2 separate regions of the Mus musculus genome follow, and region 1 is linked to region 2. A link is a contact called in public HiChIP or PLAC-seq data. All regions are on one chromosome and are shown on one strand. Each heading gives the region's core, a stretch centred on a gene start, on an enhancer-like site or on the middle of the called end of the contact. The rest is flanking DNA. Distances are from core to core; before and after follow the strand shown.

The links. HiChIP or PLAC-seq counts read pairs in DNA pulled down with a chosen protein or histone mark.
Region 1: a contact with region 2 is called in a BATF HiChIP or PLAC-seq map of CD8 T cells, with 8 read pairs. The contact joins the promoter of Glrp1 here to the enhancer-like site in region 2. A contact is called at or near these places in 3 of 39 promoter capture datasets (hippocampal neurons, liver and macrophages), 2 of 15 datasets of contacts at CTCF or cohesin (the NIH/3T3 cell line and embryonic stem cells), 4 of 484 Hi-C or Micro-C datasets (CD4 T cells, double positive thymocytes and uterus), 6 of 115 datasets of contacts at active chromatin or transcription factors (CD8 T cells, embryonic stem cells, extraembryonic endoderm stem cells and 1 more) and 1 of 9 other capture datasets (macrophages).

What each region holds. Positions count from the first base shown.
Region 1 is chr1:88,508,751-88,513,826 of GRCm38.p6, reverse strand. Glrp1 (glutamine repeat protein 1) reads left to right here and starts at 3,761. Exons shown (of 3, transcript NM_008132.2): 1 at 3,761-4,036. The coding sequence starts at 3,941.
Region 2 is chr1:88,448,835-88,453,460 of GRCm38.p6, reverse strand. The region is part of intron 1 of Gm29538 (predicted gene 29538); the gene reads left to right. Among named protein-coding and RNA genes, the nearest start is that of Gm28888, 9.0 kb to the left of the region's middle. Within about 2 kb of position 2,535, at least 17 of the 459 cell types and tissues checked have an H3K27ac peak or open chromatin away from gene starts, as enhancers often do. A contact at or near this core is called in CD8 T cells, where this site is marked.

The sequences.
Region 1 (5,076 bases), core at 2,512-5,011, 59 kb before region 2:
ATAAAGGTTGAGACAGAGAAGGTGACTATTGTTTGCACAAGATACGATTTTAATGCCTTTTTAAAAGGCTGTGCATTCATGGAACAGAAGTTGAGTGTGCCATTCAAGGCTTTTATTAGACAAATGAGCGTACCATTACTTCACTAATGGCCCACAACTCATTTTGCCTCTTGAAGCAAGGTTCTGAAAATCCCATGCACACAGATAACATTGTTAGTTTAACTCTTGCTGAGCTGGATAAGATTTTTCCAGCTGTCAGCTCATTGGGAACATTTTCTAGGAGGAAAAGGAAAAACTGGGCGGTAGTGGCTGAGGTCCTAAGCAGAGGGGAAAGAAATCTTCTGAGCTCTCGATCTGTTCTACCCATGTCAGCAAGGTAGTCATTGGGGCAAGGGCAAGGGCAAGAGACTGACCTGCATATGGATTTGGATCCCTGCTCCAAGGCCTGTCCCTCAGTTGAACTGTACAGGTGGGGGGCCTCCTGGTATTCACTATCTGTCCCTTCTAACTGCTTATTGCCTCCTCCAAGCTGCCTACCAAGTGCTCCTTCAACCTTTGTCCTGGAAACCTCCAACAACAAGAAAGTAGAGAAAAATTCATAACAATGTCACCAGCCTTCAGCAACTGTGCACTGACTCCAGCCTTGTTGAGCTGCACCCCAACTCCCCTCCTCACCTGGAGCCCTCTCGAAATCTTGAGCTCTCCTGGTTGTGACAATTATATATTTGAGACACTTGGTAAATTACTTATACCTTGAATTCTGGCTGTAAAAGAGCCAGAGAACTCTAGAGAGAGGGAAGGAAGAAGTGGGAAAGGAAGGAAGAGGAAAGACACACACACACACACACACACACACACACACACACACACACACACACAGAGAGAGAGAGAGAGAGAGAGAGAGAGAGAGAGAGAGAAGAGACACAGAGAAGAGAGGCACAGAAAGATACACACACACACACAAAGAGAGACACAGAGACAAAGAGATACACACACACACACACACACAGAGAGAGAGAGAGAGAGAGAGAGAGAGAGAGAGAGAGAGAGAGAGAGAAAAGAGACACAGAGAAGAGAGGCACAGAAAGATACAGACACACAAACACACACACAGAAGAGAGACACAGAGACAAGGAGATACACACACACACACACACACAGAGAGAGAGAGAGAGAGAGAGAGAGAGAGAGAGAGAGAGAGAGAGCTGTCCTTTGAAAAGCTAAGCTTGTTCTTCCTTCGCCAGGGCACTTGCCATTCTCTTTATACCTCTTTAAGCCAGAAAGGATGGATTTCAGCTGACGAGCAGGATCACAGCAGTTCAGATGCCAAAGAGGATGGCTACACCACTGTAGAGTGAAATGAAACTGAAGACCAAGGGAAGAAAGCCCTGGGTGTCACCCAGGACACACCTGGCCAATTGCTCTCTGTCAGACAATTGTCTAGGGGCTCAGATAAATCAAGGGACATAAGCATGTCCAAGCTGCCATCACACTTTTGTTCATTGATGGGAGATGGTTGATAAAACCAAATTCACAGTACACGTGGCTATTCATGGCACAAGGTAAATGCTACAGTAGCGTGGTGGGCAATGAGCTGGAGATTTGTGTCCCTTGCCAAAAAGGGAGCCTAAAACGTTGACCCCCCCAAGTGGGAAAGGTTGGGTCTGACCCTGGAGCTCTTACGGAGGAGCACTGTCCTATCTAAGATGTCTGAGGGAGCTAAACCCGTTTCCACAGCATCAGCAGCCATCCGTGTTCTGCAGCAGCACAGAGGAGGCCCGCACCAGAGCCTGACCATGCTGACAGGCTGACTGTGGACTGTAGGCTTTGGAATAACCAGAAACACATCTTTGTCACTTAGGATCCAGCAGGCCTGTTGCACTTTTATAGTCTCTTCACTCTAGTGGCCATCTCCTGCTGGGCTGGGACACTCAGCACCACCCTCCCTGGCATACCCCACTCTGTCTCCCAAAGCCTTGTTATTTGGTTCTCCACATTGCTAGTGAGGTCAGGTTTCCTCAAACCTCACCTCCCAGATCCAGTGTACTCTCAGCTCCAGGGTTTGGGGGAGCCTTGAGGTTCCTCATCTTGTTCCCCAGGTAGTTTTTCCTCCTTTCCTGCTAGGTGCTCATCAATGCTCCCTCTCTGCTGCCTTTGATGGAAGCTTCTGCAAGCTTCAGTGCCAACAGAGGTGTTGTTCCTCCCCTCAGCCAGCAATGGGGTCAAAGGATCGAATCATCCATTACTGTCGTGCAAACTTTCAGTTAGCAGAAGGCCACCCTATCCTCAAGATTCAATCCATAATTAATAGCAGCATGGACCTTCTTAGACTTGACAAACCTTGAGAATTGTTCTTTAATAAGAATGAAAGTCCTGTTCTATTTCCCCACCAGGGCAGGGGCTTCCTTCCTATTGATTGATATGTTCTTGCCTACACAGAAACTCTACCGAGTCGATAAGCATGGACAAAAGCTATATCTACTCCTCCTTACTCTAAAAAAGCAAGAAATAATATGTTTCCATGTGAAAGGGGAGGGGGCTGGAGAGATGGCTTGGAGCACTTCTTGTTCTTGCAGATGACGTGGGTTTGGCTCCTGGCACCTACATGGTGGCTGTGTTTCTGGTCATTCAAAAGCTTGGACGTCCACAGTCAGAGCATTAGCATCGTCAGGCTCTGTTGGCAGCCACATCCATCCATATAACTCCAGTTGCAGGAAGTCCAGCGCCCTCTTCTGACCTCTTCCGAGGGCCCCGGCCATGCATAGGGCACATAGACACACACAAGCAAAACCACTCACACATACAAAATAAATAAATCCTTAGAAGAAATAAAAATAAAAGGTATATAAGAATAATAAAACATAAGGAGTTTAGGCAATCTACGTTTACTATTCAAGGAAAATGGATGGTGAAACATCAAAGGCAGAAAGAAAGCTCATGTTAGAGCAGATAAGAGACAGTGTTAATGAAAAACAGAAACCATCACCAGGAACAAGTGGCAGTCTTGAGAAATACTGTCAGCTTATGTCAGCTTTGCCATCAATATAGGGAGCTGTTTTAAAACCAATAAAAAGGGCTGGGAATAGAGTTCCGTGCATAGAGTTCAATCCCCAGCGCCATGTAGACCAGACCTGCCCACACCAGACAGAGGAAGGAGGATTAGAAGTTCAAGGTTACCATGGCTACAGAGGGAGTTCAAGGCTGTCTAGGGAGACAAGAGATCCTACCTCAAAATATACAGTAACAGCACAACAAAAATAAATAATAAACAAACCTGTCATCCCACAACAACAACAAAAAAGAGGAAACTATTATAAGCAAAAAAATAAAGAAGCCATTTAATAAAAACAAGTAGACATGAAGCTGAATGTGTAAGTGTGCAGGTCCATGAGCACGTGACTGCGTGCAGATAATTAAGTGAATGTGAAAAGGAGGTCACTGAGGCTCTGCAGTGAGAGTTGTCGCCCCACTAAGAGCTGGGTGAATCTGTTCTGCAGCTTTCATGGTGAGGGCAACACCTTGTTGCTTCAGTCTACACACAATAATAGACTGTGTCCTTCCCCAAACTCCAATGTTGCTGACACAAATGTCTCTGGAGTGAGGGAGGGCCTGCGAGTGGGGATGAGGTGGGCTGACTCCTGTCTCCGGAATGGGATTGAGATTCTTGTAGAAGAGGAACCACACAGCAGCGTTTAACCCTGCTGACTCACCTTTGCTATTCAAACAGCCCTCATCATCCCATGCGCCACAGTTTGTAACTTCTAAGAAGGATGTCATCAGACCCCCGGCACAGTGGCCATGGACTTCCTGGTCTGGAGAACTGTGGGAAATGGGTTTCTATTTTTAGTAAACTACCCTCGTCTGTCCTCTTCTGTTACAGCAACAGAGACTAACTGAAACTGAAAGTTTCACCAAACGACCCCGTCTTCAAACTGGACACATGAGCAGCATATGCCTCTTCAGAGATGTTGCTATCATCAAAAGTGGAAAAAGGAGAAAGAGAAGGGCCTACTCTAGGCTGGACGGGGCCAAGGAGGTATGACAATTAAGTATGTACTGCTCCTAGATCAGGTCAGGGCTGAACACCACTACAACTGGTATGTGGACGATCAATGGATTTCATGTGCTTGCACGGTATGCAGTATTAGCCTGAAGACGTTTAATTGCTTGAGTTTTGTCGCAATTTTGGGATTTAAAAAAAAAAAAAAAAAAACCCAAAAACCAAAGTTGTATTTTAGGTGTCCTACTTAAATATTTTGAGACTAAATATTTTGGCAGTTACAATTTAAGCTCAAAAATGATTGGCCAGTGAAAAGGGGAAAAAGAGGAGGGAGGGGAGGATCGGGAAGGAGAGAGTAGGCCAGTACTCAGCTGACATCACAGACGGTTAACAATGGATGAATCTTAGGTGGAGAAAGAAATGTGTGTTCCTCAGATGGTAATTCTTGCAACTTTTCTATAGATTAAAGTATTTTTAAAATTGAAAATTATTATTTTAAAATAAATAGAAGTCCAAAGAAAGACAGATAAATGGATCAACATTGTTAAATAAATGACTGATAAACATTTAAAAATGAGAATCCCAGCTTTTAGTTACTAGGGTCAGGACTAAGAATATAAAAACAAATAGTGGCTCATTATAAAGGGCTACACGGCAAGAAAAATGAGCAACAGCGAAAGCTGAGTGTGGTCATGTGTGCCTGAAGTTCCAGCTCTTCAGAAGGGTGAGGTCAAAGGATCCAGAATCAAGCTTACAGAAGCAGCTTAGTGAGACCTCAGCTTAAAAACTAAAGAAACAAAATCAAAAGCCCAGTGGATACAGTGAGTGAGAAGAAGAATATGTCAGACAAAAGAGTGTAAACTCTGACTCCACTTACCCAAGGCCACAGAGGGGCCTGAACTCAGCAGAAGCCAAGGCCTCAGATGGGCTTCCGGGCAGAAGCCAGGGCCAGAGACCGGGCTTCAATGCACTGACAATCTTGCTCTTGTCCTGAGTCTGCCCACACTGGGAATTCCCTTCATTATAGATCCTTATTATTGATATTTGTGTTTACATGTTGCACTTCAGTAAAAATA
Region 2 (4,626 bases), core at 1,286-3,785:
TTGATTTGCAGATTTCTCTTCTGTGTGTGAGCACACAGCACCGTCTTTCCTGCAGGGTCTAGTCCTGTCTGTCCAGGTATCCCTAGTATCCTGCACAGAGCCTGCTTTTACGCTTGTCCATTCACTGCCAAGGAATCCAGTCAGCTGGCCTATATTATTCCAAACACTCCAACCTCAGTTCACAGCCTGCTTCCTTCCCTCTGACTAAAAGCCCAAGATCCTAGGTCAGGGTCACCACACAGGACAGGCCCAATGTGGGGAAACCACAGTACTGCAAACACAATAGAAACTTGACTGCGAAGTCAATCCAGTTATTTGGTACAAGCTACATCTTCCCTAAACTCATGGCTTTATCTATAAACGCGTTTGTCTACTCTCTGTCTCAACTGCTGTGTTAAATGCTAGGCAGAGGGCTCTGTCTGTCAGTGTCCGATGCAGAACTGTGGGAACCTGAGCTCAGACCACCGCCCCTCCCCCACCCCTGACCATATTAAAAAGCCTGCTGCAAGGTCCGTCTGATGCCACACAGCATGGGTGGGTGGAAGACATTCAGAGGCCTGTCAGCCTCATGGCCTACTCACCTCAGCAGCTACGGTGATGTGTAAGTATATGGTGTGATTAGAGAGAAAGAGAAGCCGAACTGGAGACTTGAGGGTGGGGAGCCCAATGTGAGTAGCCTGAGTCCTGTAGCAGCAGGGGTCTGTGTCAATGTCCATGTTATCACCAAAGGCCATGCAGACGTCCCCTGTATGGGCTGCTGCCTGGGACCCAAGGGCTGTGCAGAGCTGACCCTGCCTCTTTCTGGTTGTGGCACTTTGGATGGGCTACTGGAGCAGAGCTGGAGAGCTTGTCCCTGTGGTGTGAATTCAGGTTAGCGGGTGGGCTGACCAACTCAGCTAGCGTCCAGGCCCAGGTCCAGGGCTTGGAGTTGACACCACAACGCCTACCCCATGTATGAACTGCTGGAGCTCATAAAGAGGCCGGTCCTACAGATCCAAAGCTGATAACTGAGAGGAACCCCAGAGAGGCTCCAGTACCAATAGTGCCTCGAACCAGACCAATGACTCATTCCATAAACACTGGCAAGTAAAGATGCTTAGTCAAAAGGGCACAACAGTGTGATACACCATGACACACTGCAGCTTGCAGGGCGAGATCTTCCTTCTTTCCTTCCTTCCTTCCTTCCTTCCTTCCTTCCTTCCTTCCTTCCTTCCTTCCTTCCTTTCTTTCTTTCTTTCTTTCTTTCTTTCTTTCTTTCTTTCTTTCTTTCTTTCTTTCTTTCTCTGTTTCTGTTTTTACTTTTTTGTTTTCTTGAGGGCTGGGGAGAAGGAGGTTTCAAGGGCCAAGGGCAGGCAGATACAGAGACAGGGAGATAGATGAATGGGACTCGGGGTTCACGATGTGAAAGTCACAAAGAATCAATAAAAAAGTTAAAAAGTAAATAAAGAGCCTGCTGTGCAGTAGACACATGCCTACCACCCCCTCTGTAGAGACAGAGACGGCAGCATCTGTCGGAGCTTACAAGTCCGCTGGCCTTGCCAAATCCCTGAGCTCCAGGTTCAGTGTGAGGCCCCATCTCAAAAAATATTGGTGGAGAAGCAACTCAGGAAGACATCCTATATTGATATCTACATGAACATACTATGTATGCACACACCCACACAAACACCACACACACACACACACACACACACACACACACACACACACACAATGCCTATAGCCCCCTAAAGCCCTAAGATGTTATGATGCCTGGTTTTACATAAATAAAATCTGTCATAAAGTAGTTGAGTGTACACTACTATTCTTTTAAGTATAAACAGATGACATGAATGTGTAGCGCTCAATGGTTCTTACATCGTACAACCAAAATAAAAGGGTGAAAGAGGTCAGAAGGGCCACCAGAAGAGCTGGCCAGGCTTCCCAGGAGCATGGTGGTGTGCAGCAAGGACCGCAGAGAACAGCTGGCAGCATGGAGGGCTGTCCCAAGCTGTGATGCTGCTGGGTGCAAAGTCAGCCCACGGTGCCAACCTGTGGGTACCACAAGACAAGATTGTCATTTTTAAAAGAGGCATCATAGAAAGATGGAAAATCAAAGGCGCCTGTATTTCAGTGGAGAAGCCATTATACACCATATAAAGAAATCAAACATGAGTGACTATTTTAAAGATTTATTGCAAAATTCAATTCCAGGTATTCAGGGTACTTCAAGCTCGCAATTATTTTTCTGTCACTGTGTAACTGAGTAATTCTAACTGTTCATTATACAGTCTCCGAAGGAAAATTGCTGGCTGGTCAGCACGTTTCCATCTTTGGTTGACCTGGCCACTCACTACAGTGTGGGCAGGGGGCTTATTTTCTCTTCCAATTTGCCTAAAAATATTCTCACACAGCCCAAGGAGAAAAGGGATCTAGGCCTGACAGCCATTCCTTCTGAAGCAGAAATTGTAACCAAGTTCACAGAGCCTGACAACTCACTGCTGTGCATAAAATGTGGCGGCCAAAACTGTGAAAGACTAAAGGTTTGTTAATGTAATTACCGCAGGAGAACTTTACACATCCTCTGCAGTGGGTTAAAGTTAGAACCGGAAGCCCTAAGGTTGTTTCTGTTTCAGTTGCTTCTTCCCGTACCATTGAATTCTCAATTGTAAATGATGACTTTGTGACAAGTTTCTATTCTTTCCAAGTCAAATAGATGTGCATCTCTGGGGCTGGCCACAGTGGAGTCTCAGCACTGTGCATGCTTTCAATAAGTAGATGTTGAGAGTAAGAGACAGTGCTTCCTAGAAAGAGGCCAGCCCAAGAAGAGAATCACCTAGAGACGGACAGATGGACAGACAGAAGGACTCTCAGCATCACCCCGGTTTAAAGTCTGGAAGTGGTTTCCATGCTATACTGTAAGGTTAAAGAGCCCAGCATTCAGAAAGGCCAGCATGGCAAAATACAGAAAGGGGAGAGCTACAAAGAGGAATGGTTCTAGTGAAAGCCAGAGAGAAACCTCCAAATGTTTTGATTTGTGTTGATCTGAGTGTGTGAGAGGTAACTGAGTCCAGAAAAGACTCTCCAGAAGGTGGAATCTAGAACAACTCTCTAAACTCACGTAGGGCTCTTCTCTCCATCACAGAAAGGGCTTTTGATAATGAAACAATAGATTACATCCTCAGAAAATAATTGGTTTGATGGAATCAGGGGAGTGGTTGTCTAGGCATTTTCCTAGATTCAAAAGAATCCTGGGCCAGCCCTAGAAAACCTTGAACACGAGCCTCAAAACTATTGACTAGAATCCATGTGACTTCAGTGAGAAAACAAAATTCAAAGAATCCCAAAAAGTATAACATTCTTGAGACTCATGGCTACAGTATCCCATGTCCAATAAGACTCCCCACCCAAAGGGGTGGTAGACAAACTGCTCACATGATAGAGAGGACTGAACTAGCAGGAAAGGGTGATTATCATAAACGGTCACCACACATTCAAGTCCTTACAGGAACCATGATCACAATAAAGTGGGAAGTGTAGCAATGGCACTGGTCCAAGTAGGACACCCAGAGATGAAGATAAAAAATGTAGACCACTGGATGAGATGGACAGCACCCAGCCATGCAGAAGAAATCAGTGGGCACAAACACAATAAGGCAAACTATTAAAAATGAAATTAAAAAGAGAGAGGTGTAGCCAGAATGCTAGTGACATAGGGAAACGGCAGAGCATCTAAACCACATGGAAAGAATCACAGAATACACTAATACACACATACACACGCACACACACACACACATGCACACACACATATGCACACACACGTGCACACGTACACACACACACGTACACGCACTCTCTCTCTCTCTCTCTCTCTCTGTATGTGTCTCTCTCTCTCTCTCTCTTACCTCTCTCTTTCTCCTGATCAAAAGAAACCTGGGGCTGGAGAGATGGCTCAATGGTTAAGAACACTGATTGTTCTTCCAGAATACCAAGGTTTGATTTCCAGCCCCTATGTGACAGCTACAATTTATAATTCCAGTTCCAGGGGAATCTTTTGCCCTTTACTGGCCTATCTGGGCACTGCATACATATGGTGCGTAGACATCCATGCAGGCAAATTCCTATACACATGGAGGAGGATGAGAAGTTGGGGGGTGAGGGGAGGAGGAGGAAACAGGGCCGAAAAGATGGCTCAATGGTTAGAATGTGCACTTATCTTACAGAAGACTCATTCAGTTCCCAGTACCATGTCAGGTGGCTTGCAAGTGTCTTTAACTCCACCTCCAGGGGGATCTGATTCATTTTTCTGTCCTCTGTAGGTGTGTATGCTCACTCATGAGCACACACACGCGTGCACACACACACACACACATACACCACTCATACATAAATCTTCAAAAAAGGAGACACAGTCTGCATGTTTACATCTAATAGTAAGCACACAGATAATACATTTACAAATAGGCATTGAGTGAATGTTGTCTAATTTTACTTCAAAAGTTCTTTTGCTGTGTCATGGCTTCTTTCAGATGTTTGGACTGAGAACACGGAACCTTACTCATTCCTAAGACCTCTTATTTATGTGAAGATGATCGAACATAGTGAAAATGGAAAGAATAATAAAATAAATACTAATGTATTCAC